Linked DNA regions of Mus musculus: all the other regions are linked to region 3. The links are chromatin contacts, called in public ChIA-PET and HiChIP or PLAC-seq maps. All regions are on one chromosome and are shown on one strand. The core of a region is the stretch at or near the end of the contact, and the rest is flanking DNA. Distances in the headings are between cores, read along the strand shown. Region 1 overlaps Galntl6 (UDP-N-acetyl-alpha-D-galactosamine:polypeptide N-acetylgalactosaminyltransferase-like 6). Region 2 has its middle 41 kb from the start of Gm2921. Region 3 has its middle 25 kb from the start of Gm34099.

Region 1 (3,270 bases), core at 126-2,625, 400 kb after region 3:
CACTTCATTGTTTTTGTGTTGTCTTGTAAATATTATAATCTATGACACTTGTCTCTCCTATTTTTTTTTCTTTTTTTTTTTGGCCTGTACCATGATCTGACTTAAGCTATTAGGTCTCTACTTCTGGGGACTTTAAAAAGAAACTTTTAAAAAGATTCTTCTACTCCTGCATTTCCTGAAGACTGAACTTATAGCTACAAGCTTGAACAAGTGTAATCTAATAACTTTGTTTTTATTTTTGAGATATGGTCTCATGTTGTGGTGTTTTGTGGTCCAGGCTGTGGTAAACATACTCTACTTCAGCTTCCAAGTGTTGGAATTAAAGCCTTTAACATGGGAAGTTTATTTGTTGTTATTTTTGCCATAAGAATGTTTCAGAGAGATGTTTTTCGATAGTCTGTTCCTTCACAAACTGTGTGTGTATTTCATAGATGCTAAAATTGATCGAGCGCTTGAGGTGATGATAGCTTGATGATTGAATAGTAAATATTTTGTACTTATATTTGTCTCAAGTGGTTGCCATCTAGTGGTAAATGCTGCTTGAATTAGTACTGCATTGGATGGATTACAAAATGTTGATGTTTCTATTTTTCCTTTTGAATTAATTATCTAGACATCTGCATAAACAACCCTCAAGTACAATGACCTTCTAGGCATCCTGGAATACACATGGAGAGCGCTTAACTGTTTGAGTTTAAGTGTCACTTTTTCATAATGGTGATTTGAGGATCCTAGTAACTGTTCATGATGGTCAAGGGATTTTACTGTGTTTCTAGTTTTCTCTTGCTCCTTTGAAGAGTGTTTCATTGTAAACTGACTTACAAAGAAAAATTACATTGTAACATCACTTACAAAGCTTTTGTTTTGTTCTCTTATTTTTCTTTAAAAAATGTATTTATTTCATTAATTTAGGTATAGTCACTCATGGCTGTCCTAGAAGTCACTATGTAGACCAGAATGTTCTTGAGTGCATAGAGATACACATGCCTTGGCATCCAAATGCTAGGACTAAAGGTGTATGCTCCCATGCTTGGCTAGTGATAGTATTATATGTGTGTCTTAGGATTTCCATTGCTGTGAAGAGACACCATGACCACTGCAACTCTTACAAAGGAAAACATTTAATTGGGGCTGGTTTACAGGTTGAGAGGTTTTAGTCCATTGTTATCATGGCAGGAAGCATAGCAGCAAACAGGCAGACCTGGTACTAGAGAGTAGCTGAAAGTTCTACAATTGGATCAGCAGACAGAAGGAAGAGATAAAATGCGGTTGGTCTGAGCTTTTGAAACTTCAAAGCCCACCACTAGTGACACACTTCCTTCAGGGCCTACTTCAAAAAGGCCACACTTCCAAATAACACCACTCCCTATGAACCAATGAGAGTCATTTTTCTTCAAACCACGACAATGTGTGAATGCATTATAACAACCTTATGAGGTTTGCACTGTCTCATTTGTAACAATTATGATCCACTTGTTTTTGGTTTCCATGCCACTTGAACACACCAGGCTTTGATATCCACTCTCTTTGGCCTACCTTGTACTCTCCTGGCCTTGCAATTGACTTCAGCTATGTCTCCACGTATCTTTGCTTTATTTATTTAGTGAAGAATTCTGAGTCTATACTAGACAATCAAGTGTGCTGATAGGACATTGAGGCTAAAAGAATATTTTTGAAGAGAGAAACCTGATGTAGACAAAGTCTTGTTACTAAGACGGACTGGTGGTTTGATAAGAGTGGCCTCCATAGGCTCAAATGTTTTACTCTCCAGGAGTGGAAGTGTTTGAAGAGATGAGGAGATGTGGCCTTGTTGGAGTAGATGTGGCCTATCAGGAAGTAGCTCCCAGCCACTTCTCCAGTCCCAAGCCTGCTAAGCCTGCTGCCATGCTCCCTGCTGTGATAATAATGCAACAAGCCCCTGAAACTTTAAGGAAGGCCTTAGTTAAGTGTTTTCCTTCACAAAAGGTAGGGTTGTTATGGTGTCTCTTCACAGCAAGAGAACTGTGACCAGGACACCTACCTCTCTGAGGTAATCTCCAGAGCTCACACAGAGCTCCCAAGGTAGGAAAGAGCTGACACCTTCAAGTCTTCCTTAACATGAATGTTGTTGCTGCTTCACACACACACATAATAAATACATCAATTAATTAAATATTTAAAAAGACATAAAACTATTTTCAGGAATATCCTTTTGATTTTCAAAACAACAAGAACAACAAAAAAATACAAAACAATCCCATGACTTAATTACAAATTTGAATTCAGGTTTGAGTATATAAGGCATTTCCTTTTGTAATTTTATTTTGTGTCTTTTTGTACATACATGCAGGCACGCGCGCGCACACACACACACACACACACCTCACAAAATTTCATTTCTTTTTAACATCACTAGGCTTTCAAATTTATGCACTTGAAAATAAGATAAATTGAATCTGGTTTCCAGAAAGAGATTTGTGAATTAGACCTACTATATTTATTAATGGTTTAAATTCTATAAGCACTATTATTTTGTCTAGTTTGGGACTAAGGGAGTTTGTATTAATGCCTTCTTAGTGTGATTCTGCCTATGTCTATGCATTTTTAGTAATTTCTGGAGTAATCTCCAGTAATCTAGTGATCTCATGGAGTTTATTTTTCAATCGCCTTTGGAATTATAATGATTTTTTTTTTAGCATTTAAAAATCATTTCATACTGCATCCTAATTCTCATCACATGTCAAATTCTCAAATGCTGCTTCTCATTATTTGAACTCATCTGATGTATTTCTGTTTCTTCTTTAATTTTTAACCCTTTCTCTACCACTTTGATCTGATTGTGTCTCACATATAACCGGGAGTTAAATTTGCTTTACAGTTCTAATCAACTGGAATATTTTTCCCCTAATAGATTTGTTTATATGTTTGATCTCAGCTCCAATATACTTGTTTATTATATATTGATTATTATATCAGATCATATTACATCATTACATATAATAATGTAATATATTATACATAATATATTATACACACTATATATTAGATATATTTATCATACTGATTATTGTATATATAATGTTATTATATATCCTTTAGCAAGTTTCTCAGAGAGGCTTGGCAAAAGCAATCTGGGCTGGAGAAATGGCTCAGATGGTATGAACACTAGCTACTTCTCCAGAGAACCTGGGTTTAGTTCCCAGCATCTATGCAGGGCAATTCAGAACCAAGTCCAGGGGCTGTGTTATCATCTCTGGCCTCCACTGATACCTGATCACACGTGACATAGAC
Region 2 (3,140 bases), core at 437-2,936, 330 kb after region 3:
GATGCCAGAAAGCCATGATGAAGGCTCAGCCTCAGTTTCAGTGAAAACTCCAGACCTGAAGGGGTCATGGTGAGAAGTTAAGGGTTTTAACTTCTTAGAGGGTCAGAGTCCCAAAGGAGGTCAGGGGGCCATCAGAAGTTTCAGCTGCCCCAGTACAGGGGAATGCCAGGGCTAAAAAGGGGGAGTGGGTGGGTAGGGGGTTGGGGGTGGGTGGGTATGGGGGACTTTTGGGATAGCATTGGAAATGTAAACGAGGAAAATACCTAATAAAAAAAGGAAAAAAAAAAAGAAGTTTCAGCTGCGGCAGAGACCCCAAGATATTAGAGGAAGGCCTATCAGATGACCACTAAGGAGAGCAGTAGATATGGAGTGGACCACCCTGCCTAGAAGACAACCTGTGTGTGCTGTGGCATTGGTCACCTAGAGCATTGGGGCTTCTAAAGCTCCCTGGAGCACAGAAGATCATAAATACATTCCAGAAACCAGACCGTGATCTATTTATGTTATTAGATTTAAATTTTGTTTTTTAACTGATTGTAATTGCACCCTGGTTCTTCCCTTTTTAAAATAAGAAAATATGAAATTGATTTTGTGTTTTATAGCAGCCCACATTTGAGAGACTTTGGATATTTTAAGGAGACACTAAGCTATTAAAGTGTGGAATTTTTTTAAAGACTGTGGGACTTTTAAAAGTAGGACTGAGCTTTACCTTATGTTACGATATTAACATGATATCTTGAAGATAAGGGAGTTATTCGGTAGTGATGTGTCAAGATCATAAGCGGTCAGTTGTGCTGGCTAGTTTTTGTCAATTTGACACAAACGGAAGCTAACTGGGAAGTCAGAGTTGCCTCCGTCAGACTTATCTGTGGGGTATTTTTCTTGGTTGCTGGCTGATTTAGGAGGACCTAGTCTACTGTAGGCAGCACCTCATTCCTGGGTGGGTGGGCCTGGGCTTTAAAAGGAAGAAAGCTGAGCAAGCCAAGGTAAGTAAGCCATAAACAATGTTCCTCCACCATTTGTGCTACAGCTTCTGTCTGCTGCTTCCTGTCTTGAATTCCTCCCCTGCTTTCTCTTGATAATGGACTAAGAACTACAAGATGAAATAACCCTTTCCTACCAAACTTGATTTTCTTAAGTGTTTTTATCACAGTGACAGAGAACAAACTCTAGTGGAAAACAACTGCTCTTATGAAGGGATTCTTGCTGGGTTCATGGGGTAGGTTAAGTTAACAGGAGTAGGTAAGCTCTCCTGAGAACAGGTTTATACTAAAGAATTAGTGTAATTTCTCTTATTTCCTCTTACCTCATGCAGCCTTTCTGTCTAGCATGCTGTGACAAAGTAGAAGGACCTTACCAGAGACTAAGTTTTCTGTAACCATTTCCTCTGAGATTGAAACCTCCCATCTTGGAGGGAAGCTCTTTAAACTCAGGAAGTAAACAACTCCTCTCTCTCTCTCTCTCTCTCTCTCTCTCTCTCTCTCTCTCTCTCTCTTTCTCTCTCTCTCTCTCTCTCTCTCTCTCCTAGCATATATAAGCTATAATGTCTGCTGATATGTATTTAGAAACAAGCTGAACTGTCTGCTGATAGGTATTAAAAAATGATGAACTATCTGGAAGAAGCAGAGATCGTCCAAGATGGCAGGAAGAAGCTCAGATCTATTGACTTACCTAGAAAGAGCTCTCTCCAACCTTCTGATCTACTTACAGTTGTGCAATGCACACTAGGTTTCCAGCTTTGGTGAGCTGTCACCCATGCTGGGACCGGCTTGGGTGCTACAGATGTCATTTTTACTCCTATCATAGCCCCTTACCTGTAAGTAAACCCCCCCCTTATTGGTTCACAAATGTGAAATACCAATGTGTGATATATGAACTTTGAACTGTCAATGGTTGTCTATATGGGTTGAGTAGATGCTTGCTAATTCCTCTACAGGAATAGTATCACATAACAGTACTTGACTTGGGAACTTTAGCCTCTAAAACTATGAACTAGCGAAACTTATGTTTATAAATCACACAGCTTCAAAGATCTTGCCATATCAAACATAAGATAGATGGTTTTCACATGGCTAATGTCTTGCAGTCACAATGCAGTTTATCTCCAATTCTCAGGAATAAATTGTTCATCTTCTCATGCTAGATCAGAGTACCACCGAGAAGACACTATTTTAGGAAAAGTTTCAGGTTCTTTTAACTCAATAAAAGTGCAGAAAATTTGGATTTTACAGGTTATCCACAAATTAACTGTGAAACATCTAGTTACGGTTCAAGAGACTGTCAGTCGTACCAACAAGAATTCAGAACTGCTCCCTTGTGAACCATTGCACGCTCTTTGCTAGCTGGGCCAGGAGGGAGAATTTAGGAATAAGGAAGACAGCATCTTGAACTCCTAAGGGTGTCTATTCCTAGTATTTTCCTGTGTGAAGATTACTACACATTTTTATTCTGTAAAGGCTGAAGACTTTAAGAATACACAGTATTTTCTTATTTTTCTGAGTCATCTTCAGTTGCTTTAAATTTTTTAGTTGTTTTTTTTTAATTAAACAATAGTAGCAGAGTGTAATATTATTATAAAGAATAACTTTCCTCTAAATGTTACATCTGGCTGTGGTTTTCTAATCCATTAAGAGGATTTTCAGCCCCTGGCAAGGTTTATAGAGCGTTTGACTGGTTCTACTATAAATTTGATTATGTGACCAGCTTCACAGGGGAAAGCTTTGCCAGGAAGCAGTATTATGAACTTTGGTAAATGCATGTGAACTAGTATTTCCCAGCTACTGGGTAAATGCTTGACTAATGAATCAATCAATAATTCACAGAATAAGTAGATGGCAAGCTATCTCACATTTTTAATGGTAGGCCATAGTGTTACTTTGTTCTGTCTGATACTATTACTGAATACTCCTCCCCTACCCCTGCAAAGGAAATAAAACATGTTCTCTATCTTTCAGATTCATTCTTACATTTATATATAGTTATTCTATTTGACTTTATTACTATTTTAAAGTTACATATCATTTTAATTTGCACAGAACATTAGAGCACTGTATAATTTAAGAGTGAAAGTCCTAAATTAAAGTCATTGGAGCTGGGAGCTAGCTTATTGAGTAAAGTTGATACAGGTACATTTTTAAAAA
Region 3 (3,224 bases), core at 290-2,789:
CACAGCAAGCATCCAGAAATGGTCTTTTATTTCATTCAGTCTTTTTTTTTTTTTTTTTTAAAGATTTGTGTATTATTATAGATACACTGTTGCTGTCTTCAGGCACACCAGAAGAGGGCATTAGATTTCATTACAGGTGGTTGTGAGCCACCACGTGGTTGCTGGGATTTGAACTCAGGACCTTCAGAAGGGCAGTCAGTGCTCTTACCCGTTGAGCTATCTCACCAGCCCCATTCGATCATTTTTAATTTAAAAAATTTTTCTTTTGATATCTATTCGTCTTAGGTTAGCATACATAGTTCATAACATGCATAGTTTCATTGTGATATTTTAAAATATACATGTCAGTGTACTTTGTACTTAATTACTCCCCTCCCACAATGACATGACCCATATTCCTGGCCCCTCCCTGGATGGTTCCCCTCTTTCCCCAGGTAGTGCCCCCTCGTGTATTCACTTAAATGCTTTGTATCAAAAATAAATAGATAGATAGATAGATAGATAGATAGATAGATAGATAGATAGATAAATAATTTATTATGAATACTTTTTATCTCTCACATTTTATAAATAGGGATTATAGTGGAAAAATGTTTTCTATCTTAAAATTTGCTAGGAGAAACATGCTGCAAACATTAAAAAGCTTAATGCCAAGTACAGCTGTTCTCTATCCTGTGTGTGTGGGGTCAAATATCAGATATCCTGCATATCAGAGATTTATATTATGATACATAACAGTAGCAAAATTACACTTATGAAGTAGCAATGAAAATAATTTTCTGGTTGGGGGGGTCACCACAACATGAGTAACTGTATTAAAGGGTCACCAGCATTAGCAAAGTTGAGAACCACTGTCCTACTATATTAGAGGGTAGAAAGTGCTTCATACACTTTATTTTTGGTTTCTTTGAGACGGGATGTCATGTAACCCAGGCTGTCCCTGAATTTCTGATTCCCCCACCTGCACCCCCAAGAGCTGGGACTACAAGCATGCACCACTACATTTGACTTAATATGTGATTTTTACAAAGATAAAAAGAAGGGCCATAAAGAGAATGAGGGAGTAACAATCTTAACAATGTGATCTCCCTCCCCCTGCCTCCCCCTCTCCCTCCCGTTTCTCCCTTTCCCGGTCCCCCTTCCCCCACCACTTCCCTTCTCCCCCTCTCTTCTTTTTCCCCATATCACAAATTAATTAAATAACACATTCTAGAGGCAATACCCTTTTTCTCTGGTAGTTTCTGCAGGTTTTGGAATCAGCCAGACTTGTGTTCCAACTCTGTCAGCCTTCGTCACAGAAAACAACCAAAACAAAACAAAATATCATCGACAACAGCAAAGAACATAAAACAAACAAACAAAAAGTCCCAAGTCCTCCGTAGCTTAAAAAGCAAACGTTTGTACAAAACCACATTGAGATAGCACCTCCCAGGCATCAAGATGACTCATAAAAGAAACACATAATGGGTCAGTAAGGATGTGGTGAGCTTTGCTGGTGGGAGACGAGCTGTTGTAGAAAGCACCAACATAAGAACAGAGTTACCATATGATCTGGCAATCCCATCTCTCGATGGAATCGGAAGCGGGGACTTGAAGTGAGTTCTGCATAGCTAGGCTCACAGCAATGTTGCTGAGAGTTACTCACAGGAGGAAACAACCTACATGTGAAAGCATACACAAAACACAGTAGATACACAGCACAGTATGATTCTACATCAAATATACAACAGTATGAAGGAACTTAGAGGACATTGCACTAGACAAATCAATCACAAGAAGAGAACGGCTATGTAAGTCACGGCGTGAGAACCGTTACATTGATAGAGGCCGTCGTGATGAAGACGGTGCCCCAAAGGTGCTAGAGGTGAGGAGAAACAGGAAGTTTCTGTTCAATGCATACAGAATTTCCGTGTCACAGGATGAAATGATAAGAAAATTCGGTGGCGATGGGTGCACAAGATAAATGCATTTTGCACCAAGCTGTACGCTTAAAAATTGATAAGATGATAGATTTTTATGTGTATACATTTTTACCACATTTAAAGCCTTTTAAACATTAGAAAAATAGAAGTGGCTGGAAAACATTAAAAACAAAGGTGTAGGGACTGCAGAGATGGCTCACTGGTTGCCTTTCCAGAAGATCTGGGTTCAGTTCCCAGACCCAACCCAATCAGCCAACAACCTCCAGTTCCAGGTGATCTGGTCCCTCTTTTGCCTTCCTCGGGCACTGCACGCAGATGATGCCCAGACACGCATGCAGGCAAAACACCCATACATGTAAAATAAATAAAATAAGATCTCAAGCAACAATATTTAAAAGACACAAAAAACATCTATTCATCTCATGAGCTGACCATAGATAGGTCAGCTGTGACTGATAAGCTCAACTCCTCTGTTAGGGATTAGTTCAGTGACCCATGTCATCTTCCAGGAGCTGGAGCTGAGGGAGGAGGCTTTGTGCTTTGGTAGAGACCGTCAGTGGTAAGGCAGACCTAATTGAAGTCACTCAGGCACATATTCATTCAAAGCACACCCTACTGACCAAAGAAAGCCCCATTGGTCAAGACAAAGAAGCTATTGGAAGCCCAGAAGTATGTCTTTTGCATACACAGGAAAGGGGAGCAAAGGCTGGGGAGGATGAATAATTTAGAATCAATAATTCAATAAAAATTGAATGAGTCACCCCCTGCCTTGCAATTTTCATGATCTGTGCCGATTACCAGTAGCAAATTATTTATACTGCAATTCACACATGTCAAGAGACACATAGAGTAAACAGATCCTGTGTAGATACAGGGGAAAAAGCAGTTGGCTGTCCAGGAAATGTTATTTGTCCACCTGTGAAACAGCAGTAAGGACAAGGATATTCTTCAGAAATTCACTTCGACTCAATTCTTTTGTAGGCTTAAAGAACAGTCGGGACCTGAAATTCAAGAAATATAGCGTAAGCTACTGTTCTTGAGCTATTTTACTACGACTTGAGTCCTGCATAAAATCAGACAGCTGTCTAAAACACCGCCGTGGTTCTTTCCCGTGGTAAAACATAGCCAATAGGTTAAAGTATTTATTAAAGGCATATTTCCCGCCTCTAAAGCTGCTTTTCAGTACAAACAGCAGGTGGCGCTCGACAACAACTTAAGATTGGAATTCCAAGGTTATTTTCACTTCCTGTTCCTTTATAAAGCAGAACTACAGCCTGTAATAAAAAAATAAAATAAAGTAAA

Evidence for each region. ChIA-PET counts read pairs in DNA pulled down with a chosen protein or histone mark. HiChIP or PLAC-seq counts read pairs in DNA pulled down with a chosen protein or histone mark.
Region 1: a BATF HiChIP or PLAC-seq map of CD8 T cells shows a contact between it and region 3, with 7 read pairs. The contact joins two enhancer-like sites. A contact is called at or near these places in 1 of 39 promoter capture datasets (the 3T3-L1 cell line), 5 of 484 Hi-C or Micro-C datasets (3T3-L1-derived adipocytes, beige adipocytes, bone marrow-derived dendritic cells and 2 more), 4 of 115 datasets of contacts at active chromatin or transcription factors (CD8 T cells, embryonic basal ganglia, expanded potential stem cells and 1 more) and 1 of 9 other capture datasets (embryonic stem cells).
Region 2: a contact with region 3 is called in an RNA polymerase II ChIA-PET map of memory CD8 T cells, with 6 read pairs. The contact joins two enhancer-like sites. A contact is called at or near these places in 5 of 115 datasets of contacts at active chromatin or transcription factors (embryonic basal ganglia, embryonic stem cells and memory CD8 T cells) and 1 of 9 other capture datasets (embryonic stem cells).

What each region holds. Positions count from the first base shown.
Region 1 is chr8:57,827,161-57,830,430 of GRCm38.p6, forward strand. The region is part of intron 9 of Galntl6 (UDP-N-acetyl-alpha-D-galactosamine:polypeptide N-acetylgalactosaminyltransferase-like 6); the gene reads right to left. Among named protein-coding and RNA genes, the nearest start is that of Gm2921, 29 kb to the left of the region's middle. Within about 2 kb of position 1,376, at least 11 of the 459 cell types and tissues checked have an H3K27ac peak or open chromatin away from gene starts, as enhancers often do. A contact at or near this core is called in CD8 T cells and memory CD8 T cells, where this site is marked.
Region 2 is chr8:57,757,670-57,760,809 of GRCm38.p6, forward strand. No RefSeq gene overlaps it. Among named protein-coding and RNA genes, the nearest start is that of Gm2921, 41 kb to the right of the region's middle. Within about 2 kb of position 1,687, at least 6 of the 459 cell types and tissues checked have an H3K27ac peak or open chromatin away from gene starts, as enhancers often do. A contact at or near this core is called in memory CD8 T cells, where this site is marked.
Region 3 is chr8:57,426,277-57,429,500 of GRCm38.p6, forward strand. No RefSeq gene overlaps it. Among named protein-coding and RNA genes, the nearest start is that of Gm34099, 25 kb to the left of the region's middle. Within about 2 kb of position 1,540, at least 64 of the 459 cell types and tissues checked have an H3K27ac peak or open chromatin away from gene starts, as enhancers often do. A contact at or near this core is called in CD8 T cells and memory CD8 T cells, where this site is marked.